3 separate regions of the Mus musculus genome follow, and regions 1 and 3 are each linked to region 2. A link is a contact called in public Hi-C and promoter capture Hi-C data. All regions are on one chromosome and are shown on one strand. The core of a region is the stretch at or near the end of the contact, and the rest is flanking DNA. Distances in the headings are between cores, read along the strand shown. Region 1 overlaps Cpeb3 (cytoplasmic polyadenylation element binding protein 3). Region 2 holds the start of Cpeb3 (cytoplasmic polyadenylation element binding protein 3). Region 3 holds the start of Kif11 (kinesin family member 11).

Region 1 (3,295 bases), core at 658-3,157, 180 kb before region 2:
AAATATACTAAATTGAATCACTAACATAAAATAAAAGTTTCCTAAAGGCATTCATTCCCCAAGTCTCTGTAGTTTCTGGCATATCCCAACACCATCTGACTATTTTCTAGTATTTTGGGTGATTATCCAAATTAACTCTACTTTTCTTTTTTCTTTTCTTTTTTAAGATTTATTCATTATTACACATAAGTACACTGTAGCTGTCTTCAGACACACTGGAAGAGGGCATCAGGTCTCATTATGGATGGTTGTGAGCCACCATGTGGTTGCTGGGAATTGAACTCAGGACCTTCAGAAGAGCAGTCAGTGCTCTTACCCGCTGAGCCATCTGTTCAGCTCCTCTACTTTTCTTTTCCTTTTTTTTCTGTCCCTCTATCTTTTCTTGATAAAGAGATAAAATAGAAAAAAAGCTGGTCTCTCTGTCGGCCACCTAAATCACTTAGTTTTAGGGTATCAATTCAGCCATGACACTGATGACATCAGCATGGTAGGAACTGAACTCCCACAAAAGCCCAAATTCCCAAGTCCTAGGTAGAGCCAACCACACAGTCAAGTTGACCTTCTATTTCTAGGAGACTCAAGGACACAGGACATGAGCATGACATACAGAAATAGTTAGATCCACTACCATATGGGTTGACCAGGCCCAAGGACACAAAGTACCGGTGGTACAGTAATGCTCTCCGACAGGTAAGGAGAGCTGAGACAGAGCCTTGAATAGGAAGAGACTGCAGTAAGCTAATTATGAATTCTACAGACCAAAAGAATGTCAGACATCACAAAAATGATCTCAATGCTTGCTTTGTCTCTAGTGATCAAGATACTGACCTCCCAAATTAAGTAGACAAAATGCAGGAACTCCGAGAGGCAGAGAAAAGTCACTAGGGAGAGCATGAGCAGGTGCGGACTCCTCCCTGTGCGGGAGGGTTTGTAGTAATGAGGTGAAGCCCTGGCTCAGGTCAGCCGCAGTGTGGCTTATGTTCTAAAAGCTGTATTAAGGGTGACCACAACTGTATACCCTTGACAAGAGCTATCACTCAGATAAGCCAATCAGATATCTAGCCATCCTGGGGCACGTAAGGGATGCATCCAGGTGGCTGGAAGCCAAAAAAAGCAAAGATTGCAGATGGTGAAGTGCAGGTGGACAAGCCGGGGGAAAGAGGCCAAACGTAGACATGAACCAACCAGAAATGGATGTGAGGCTCGTCTCTGGTCATAATCATGTTGGCATGACTTTAGAATGGGGCAGGTCAAGTCATCTCCATCAGAGCCACACATGGAATTTCCAAGGTAGACACTGGTGGGGGTTGGAAGGGGGTAGGGAGGTGTGACAAGTAGGAACACATCAGATTCTTTAAGTACACTATGTGAGGGTTAGAAGAGAGCAGTGTTGTTGACACCTCAAGTTTAATATAATTGGAAAATATTCGAAAGTTAAGGATTAGGTATAGTGGTCCCTGTTTCCATACTGGCCTTAATGTGATTAGGGTATTCCATGATCAGGCCATGAAAGGCCCCTAGATCACTTAGTAGGTCATTTCCTATCATCTTGAACAACATGTCTTCTTCTTCTTTTTTTTTTTTTCCCCGAGACAGGGTTTCTCTGTGTAGCCTGGCTGTCCTGGAACTGACTCTGTAGACCAGGCTGGCTTCGAACTCAGAAATCCGCCTGCCTCTGCCTCCCAAGTGCTGGGATTAAAGGCGTGCGCCACCACGCCCGGCACAACATGTCTTCTAAGAAGAAACATTTAATGGGAGCACCTTTAACATAATGCACTCAAAACTTGGCTCGAAACAGAGACTCTATCCAGACTTAAAACCACACAGCCCCATTAATACTCCCACTAGTTACCATATCCACCCAGCACTAATGCAGGTGCCCTGCTAGTTACCATAGCCACCGAGAGCTAATGCAGGTGCCCTGCTAGTTACCATATCCACCCAGAGTTAATGCAGGTTTCCCACTAGCAGGCTGGCCAGGAATAACTAAATATAATGCTAAGTTTCAACTGTCTGTGAGTTGAAATCCCACCACTTAAAAAGCAGATGGCAGATGCCTAGGAAATGAAAGGAGTGATGTGCAAATAGATTTTTGCTAGCAACAAAAATCACCCACAACCTTCCAGATATAGCAAATTCACAGTTATTAATTTTAGAGATGCCCTGGGATAGACTGAAAAAAATCCGTATGGGGAATGGATTGGATTTTATTTTCTTTTGCTTTATAAAGGATAATAATTCTTACCATTTTTACAGTCTCAGGTACTAGGAGGTGAAAGGTTTAAAATGATCCTGATGTCATCTCCACAGTTCAAAATGCCTGATTACACAACATGGACCTCTGTGTTTTATTGGGCGTGGAGCTCTGTGAGGTCTCTGGCTTTAAGATCATTGCTTTAGACATAATGCATTTGAAAAATTCACTTGTGTACTGTGCCATGGCATGCTCACAGAGGTCAGAGAACAATCTGTGACAGTTGACTGTCCTTCCACCATGTGGGTCCCAAGGATGGAAGTCAGGTCATCAGGCATAGTGGTAGTTGTGTTTCATGAAAGACAGAAGAAAACCCACCTAGCAGCGTCCCTGAAAGCATCTGGGCTACTCCTGTCTTGCTTCTCCATGCTGCTTGGGAATGGGATTCAGATGTGAACGTAAATCAGCTAAGACTGTACCGCGTGGAGGACAAAAACCAAGACATTTGGTTGAAGTCTGGGAGCTAGATGACTGTCACAGTGTCTAGGCACAGAGCACGCTGGCTGAGCTAACTCAGGCCTGTTTCCTTTACCCCAGTGGGTGCTTATACAGCTCTTCCATGTAAGAATAAGCACCCGCCAAGAGACTGCTAGCTGGCTACCGCCACCTACCTGTAAGTTTGGAGACCCTGAGTATTGTGCTAAAGTAAACAGCTAGGAAAATGACGATGGTCTTTCTGGCTGGTCATCCCATAAGCCACATCTATACTCAAGTACGAGCTGGAAAGAGAGACATTGTTTTGATGCAGCTTCTTACGGTGCTGCTCTCAAAGTTGTGAGTCTTCTGCCTCAGCCTCCTGAGTAGCTGGAATTAAAAGGCCTGCACTACCATTTATAGCAAGGAGACCATATTCATCCTGCTAAAACAGGGTATTCACACTAAAAATGACTGGCAAGCCTTGAGACCTGGAGAGACAAGTGAGGAGAAGCCAAAGTTCACAACTAGCAAAGAGAGCCTTGACAGAAAGGTCCCACGCCATTCCAAAATCTCACTGGGCCACACAAGTCAGTTAGTTCCCTTTAAAAGACTTTCTAATCAGCG
Region 2 (3,131 bases), core at 257-2,756:
AAAAAAAACAAACTACCTTAAGCAATAATTTTGAAAGCCTTTCGGTTCTGGGTGTGGTGGGCCATGCCTATATAATTCCAGATATGGGGAGCTCTAGATAGGAGGATCTCCAAGTCCAGTCATCCCTGTGTTGCAGATACATAGTCCTTGCCAAGGAAAAACTCAAACAAACAAAAGTAGCTTTGATGGTTACTGTTGTGGGATAGGGTCTCTCTCTGTAACCCGAACTGATTTTGAATTTGTGAAGACCCTCCCAGATCTGCTGGCCATGCCTATGCAGCTTTTTGTTTGTCCTTTTGAGACAGAGTCAAACTAATTAGAGTTAGAGGTTGACCTTGAACTCCTAATCCTTCTGCCTCCTCCTCTCCTGTGCTGGGGTTACGGGATTGGACGCCTACCATATCCTTGATTAATTGATTGATTGATTATTTATTTATTTATTTATTTAGCCTAGGCTACTCTGGAATTCATTATACAGACCAGGTAATCCTTCTGTCTCAGTCTTCCAAGTCTGGAATTATAGGCCTGAGAAACCACTCCAGGCTCAAATTTAAAGAAACATTTTCATTTAAAGAAATAGCAAACGTTTTGTAGAAGTTTAAAAAAAAAAAACAAAAAACCAAAAAACCGTAGGCACAACCAACGGAAAACTAGCAAAACATCCCACCAATCACAGCGCTAAACAATGCCACAGGTCGTCCAAATTACGCATCGGTTTAAGTCAACAACAGCTCGTTTCCCCCCTCCAAAGCTATCCCTTCCGGCGTCAGAGAAGACAGAGGCGTGATTTGTCACTTCTTCCCTTTTTGATCCCTCGGCCGGGATCCACCTGCTTAGAAGTGTCAAGGAGCCTTAGGAATGGTTAACGGTGACCAGCTGCGGAAAGAAACAAACACTCCTGACAACCCACAGCTGAGCAAGCAAGGGCTGTTTATTCAGCAGCGTGTCCCCTTTGGAGGCTGCCCGCAAGCCCTCGAAGGCTGGGCGACAGCACCAGAACCGAGAAGGTTCCTGGACAGGCAAAGTGGTTGCTCGCGTCCCACCCCCCATGCTCTCCTATGTCCCCAACACACACACAGAGGCGCCGGTGCGAACAGTCGGGTTACCCACACGCCCCTCCAGAGCAGCCCCGCACTAAGCCACTTGTCCCTCCCCGAAGATGGGCTCTGACGCGGCCGAGGCTGACCCGAGCGCCCGGCCTCGCGCCGCCGCGGCCCGGCGTACTTGACCCGGCCCAGAAACTGGCCCTCCACGCCGCCACCCCTCACCTGGCTCTGTCCCACCTGAGCGCGAGAGCTGAGGGGACAAGACGCGGAGAAGGGGCGCTGACCTTGTTGCTACTGACAGCGGAGCGCCACATGCTGCCGCTTCCCGGACAGCGGCCCGAAGGACATTTTTTTTTCCCCCTGGAGGAAGGAAACGGGAGGGCGCCGGCCCGGCGGCGGCGGGCACGGCGGCGGGGGTCCCGGCGGGCTGTGCAGCCTCTAGCGGGGACGGTCCGAGGACTACATCTCCCAGGCTGCTCCGAGCCGCCCCTGCGTCGTGACCCCGGCGCGCACGGAGGCGGCGACTCTTACCTCACAGAGGTAGCTCCTCCGCCGGCAGCAGCTCGGCGCCCCGGCGGTCCATGGACCGGAACCCTGGGCGGACCGGCAGGAACCCGGGCCGCGACCGCCGCCTCCCGGCCCCAGGCTCCTCCTCCTCACTCCCCGCCGCCCTCTGCGGTCGCCCGCCGGCCGCGCAGCGCCACCGCGGGCCTCTGGGAGCCACGCCGGGAGGCTGTGTGGCGGGTCCGCGGCCGCCGCGGGACTGAGGCCTACTCCGCCGCCTCTCAGTGCTATTGTCCCGGGGCCTGGCCCTGAGCGGGGCTGCGGGCGAGGGCCGAGCTCGCCGGCTCCGCGGAAGATGCCGGACCAAGCCCTTCAACAGATGCTGGACAGGTAGGAGCAACGTGGGGCCGGGAACTGCCGGCCTTCGTCCTGGGCCTGCCCATGCTGGCCTCGAGGCCCCGAGAGCGGGGATCCTGGCGTCCGCCGAGAGTTCCACGGCCCGGAGGCCGGGAAAAGGGCTCTGAGTTTGGAGGTGGCACTGGGGAGAAGAGCGGGCGAGAGGTCAGGGTCGTAGACTTTGAAACTTAGTTAAAGGAGGGAGGTCTACTTTGGCCGCCAGCCTGTTTGGGTTTTTTTTTTTTGGTTGTTGTTTTGTTTTGTTTTTTGAGGTGAAGAGGCGCTATTGTTAACCCATAGTATTAGTTTCTATTTCTCCCCCTCCTCCCCGGACAATGTAGTAAAGGGGTTGACAGCGACGCCACTGGGAAGTACCCGATTGTCATTCTGGAGACTGGTCCCTTGCACTTTCACAATGCAAGGATAGGCATTCCTTCTTTTAAAGCCTGGGTTTCGTTTCTCTTTCCAACTCCCCCACCACCCTCCCCCAATCCCATCCCTACCCCCAAACCGTAAGGTCAGAATATCCACAAGGGAGCCTTAACGGTCGGTCACACTAGAGTAGAGGTTATGGAAAACAGCCACAAGCATGCAACATTGAACACGTAGCACACTTGACGATCGCTAAGTTCCCAGACACGTTTGGGCTTGTACTGGGACCAGTTGCCCATTCCTGGGGTCTCCAGCCACTAAAACTCTTTGAGAAAGTCTACAGCACTGCCCTCTGCCGTTTAAATTCCAGCCAGTGAGTTTTTGGAAACTAAATTAAATCCACCTTTTCACCAAGGCAGCTGCTTGCTGTTCTGACCAATTGGTCGATCTAATTCATAATGTTTGAGGTTGCTTGCAACTCTAAATAGACTAACTGGCCACCCACTTCAGCAGGTGATGCTCTCAATGCACTTAAGATTCAGCTTTGAAACTTATTAAATGAAGGCCCTCTCTTGATTGAGGTTATAGCCATTAACTACTGGGGCTGGGAGGTGGGCATCAAAGATCCATCAGGGAAGGCAAGAAGTTACACCCTCATATTTTATGACAGGATTTAGCCTAAATCTCTGGTACTTAGCAGCTATTCTGCTACAACTAATGAACTTGTCCGTTTCTCCAGTTGTCTAGAAGTCTGGTCACTTCTCAAGTTTTCCTTTCATTATAATTTATCATACTTGACTAGATGTGTCATAC
Region 3 (2,910 bases), core at 409-2,908, 170 kb after region 2:
CCATCGGAAAACACAGGAATGGTAAGACCTTTTGCATCTAATTCCAAAAGATTAAAAAAAAAAAAAAAAAAAAAAAAAAAGACAAAAAGACAAAAATCATGGGATGCAGCACTCGGGAGGCAGAGGCAAGTGGATTTCTGAGTTCGAGGCCAGCCTGGTCTACAGAGTGAGTTCCAGGACAGCCAGGGCAATACAGAGAAACCCTGTCTCGAAAAAAAAAAAAAAAAAAAACCCAAAAAAACCAACAACAACAAAAAAAATCATGGGCTGGAGAGATGGATAAGAGCTGTTAAGAGCACTTCCTGTTCTTCCACAGGACCTGAATTCAGGTCCTAGCGCCCACTGTAGGTGGTTCACAACTGACTTTTTAACTACAGTTCCAGGGCATTCAATGCCATCTTCTGTCCAAGGGCACCACCACACACTTGGAGGACACACACACAGACACACTACCCCACACATAAATAAATAATCTTAAGCCACACCCCTCAAAAAAAAAAAAAAAAAAAAGCAAACAAGAAACCAGCCAGGACTGGTAGCTCATTCTTTCAATACCAGTATGCAGAAGGCAGGAAGATCATTGAGGATTCTCACAGGGCCAGCCTTGTGTTCAGAAAGATATCTTGTTTAAAACAAACGAATAAATAGCAAATGATGGACATAACACAGTTTGATACTAAACTGGAAATGTATGAAATGGACGCTTGAACTCCTGATCTTTCTGCCTCTGTCCCTATATGTGTTTGGTTTGCTTTTTAAAGGATATTTGCTGAGTGAATGCAGTAGCAGGGAGGAGAAAAAAAGGGTAGCAGTAGGAACATCGAAGGAAGTCATTCAGGGACGAGATTCAAAGTCTTGGAGGAAGGTGATTGCAGAGGAAGGGTCTGGTTAAAAACACGTGTTGAAGTGAGAAAGACTGGCCGGAGGCAAGGGTATAAAGATGTTCAATATGTTCACTTTGTGGGACATTTTGAGATAGCAGTGAGTCTCTGGGGCTAGCTTTTGTTTTGTTTTTGTTTGTTTGTTTTTGGAGACAGCGTTTCTCTGTGCAACCAGCCCTGGCCGTCCTGGCCTCGCTTTATAGATCAGGCTGGTCTGGAACTCGGAGAGCTCCTCTGCCACTCCTGCCTCCGAGAGTAGTTTACCAGTAGACAGTTGGCTTTGCTTAATCCAGAGGACCAGGGATCTGGAGTGCGGAAGGCGGGTATTTGGCGAGGTCGGCGGCGCTTTCTCTGATCCTCGCTAAGTTACATCGGAGAGGCTAAACCGCATTTAAGATCCCGCGAAACAGAAAAAGCAGCTCCGGAAACCCGATGAGGCGGAGGACTCGGCTTTTCTGTTTCCCCGGTCCCCACCTACACCTTAAACGGCCGAGTTGTTCGTCACCTCTCTACGGAAAGCGAGAAGCCTCGGAGGGCGGTAAGGACCCAGCGAATGCGGCGATGTAGGCGTCCCAGGCCCCAGAAGCCCGCCAGCGGCAGCACTGAAAGCTTGCACAGTGAACTTCGGACTACAGGAGCCAGCCTGCACCGCCATCCATTTCTTCGGGTCACGCCCCGTCGTCACCACAGTGACGACACGGCGTCCCATGATGCCTCGCGTGCCGCTCTGCTATTGGTCCGGTCAGTCGTCTCCATTTTTCAAAATTGAGGCGCGGAATCGTTGCTGATTTCGGAGCAGAGGAGGAGGTTCGTCCTGTCCGGCTTTTGCGGGGCGGCGGCCACGGCCAAGAGGCCTGCGTGGACCTCGGGGACGCCGAGCTGCGAGTCTCGGTCCTCGTGGCCTTGGCAGCACCGGGTGAGGAGAGGCTGCTCCCGGTTCTCACTGTGTCTGAGTCTCCGCTAGGCCGGCAGGTTTTGGCTCGACCGTCATGGCGTCCCAGCCGAGTTCTTTGAAGAAGAAAGAGGAAAAGGGCAGGAACATCCAGGTGGTGGTGAGATGCAGGTAAGGAGAGGCTGGGACGAGTCCGGACGCGGAGGCTTAGCTTTTGGGCTAGCCGTTCCGGAGAGCGATTTGTTTACCTTTCTGAAGGACACCAAGTCATCGGTTTCTGGGGCTCCCCGTGTTTTGTTCGGTAAACATGCTACCACGTTTAGTTCTAAATTAGGGTTTGTCTCGGGGGGGGGGGGGATGTTGGTGTTGGTTAAAGTTAAGCTGCAGTCACAAAGAATTTGATGGTTGCTCTTCGCTGAAAAGTGCGTTCCCTTTTAAAAGCCAATGTCGCCGAAAATTTAGCTGTCATTGCTCTGTGCTACCCCGTCCGAGTTGTCAGTTTGGGAATAAAGCTTCCTACTTACTTTGCATGTAGTTTGGCGCTCACCTTGGGGTTATTTCCACTTCGGAAAGACTAATAGTTCTTTATTCTGTGTGTTTGGTCCAATAGATGAAAGTAGGTTTGCTTTTAAAAGGGAACGCACTTTTCAGCGAAGAGCAACCATCAAATTCACCTCTAATAACCAAGTAGACATTGCTGAATTTAAGCTAAGCTGTAAAATGAGTTTATGAAACTCACGAGCTAATGAAAGTACATGGCTAAGGTGCAGCATCTTTTCTCTTTCTCATTTTTCTTCTTCTTCTTTTTTTTTTTTTTGGTTTTTCGAGACAGGGTTTCTCTCTCCTTCTTTCTTTCTTTCTTTCTTTCTTTCTTTCTTTTATCTGCCTTTGTTCATTGACCAAAAGACAAAATTGAGAGGAGGGAGGGTGTGGGGTTCAGCTCTCCCCGACTGACATCCAAATAACTTACCCAGAGTTTTTAATTTTTTTGAATTTTTGTGATGTTACCGAGGTTGGTCTGGAACTATATGTTAGCGTACTTTACTGTCTCAGCCTCTCGGTCGTTTAGCTGGGATTGCTGGGTGACAAGTGTGTGCCACTGTGTCTGCCTTTTTTTTTTTTTTCCTGAGACTGGCC

Evidence for each region. A called contact is a pair of places that touch in the nucleus more often than the background predicts. Capture Hi-C pulls out chosen DNA fragments and counts their contacts.
Region 1: a Hi-C map of cortical neurons shows a contact between it and region 2, with 1.9 times the contacts expected there. A contact is called at or near these places in 14 of 39 promoter capture datasets (the C10 cell line, HPC-7-derived erythroid cells, the SN4741 cell line and 8 more), 29 of 484 Hi-C or Micro-C datasets (the AML12 cell line, B cells, the C2C12 cell line and 20 more), 32 of 130 datasets of targeted methods (the 230-238 cell line, the NIH/3T3 cell line, the SCID.adh cell line and 20 more) and 5 of 9 other capture datasets (adipose tissue, embryonic stem cells, liver and 2 more).
Region 3: a promoter capture Hi-C map of adipose tissue shows a contact between it and region 2. A contact is called at or near these places in 1 of 39 promoter capture datasets (liver), 9 of 484 Hi-C or Micro-C datasets (CD4 T cells, CD8 T cells, Th1 cells and 6 more), 6 of 130 datasets of targeted methods (the SCID.adh cell line, effector CD8 T cells, embryonic stem cells and 3 more) and 3 of 9 other capture datasets (adipose tissue, liver and pancreatic islet).

What each region holds. Positions count from the first base shown.
Region 1 is chr19:37,030,519-37,033,813 of GRCm38.p6, forward strand. All of the region lies in intron 10 of Cpeb3 (cytoplasmic polyadenylation element binding protein 3), which reads right to left. Among named protein-coding and RNA genes, the nearest start is that of Btaf1, 110 kb to the left of the region's middle.
Region 2 is chr19:37,205,965-37,209,095 of GRCm38.p6, forward strand. It overlaps Cpeb3 (cytoplasmic polyadenylation element binding protein 3), which reads right to left and starts at 1,507. Exons shown (of 11, transcript NM_001290827.1): 1 at 1,331-1,507. It overlaps Marchf5 (membrane associated ring-CH-type finger 5), which reads left to right and starts at 1,581. Exons shown (of 6, transcript NM_027314.3): 1 at 1,581-1,940. The coding sequence starts at 1,906.
Region 3 is chr19:37,374,724-37,377,633 of GRCm38.p6, forward strand. It overlaps Kif11 (kinesin family member 11), which reads left to right and starts at 1,659. Exons shown (of 22, transcript NM_010615.2): 1 at 1,659-1,944. The coding sequence starts at 1,871.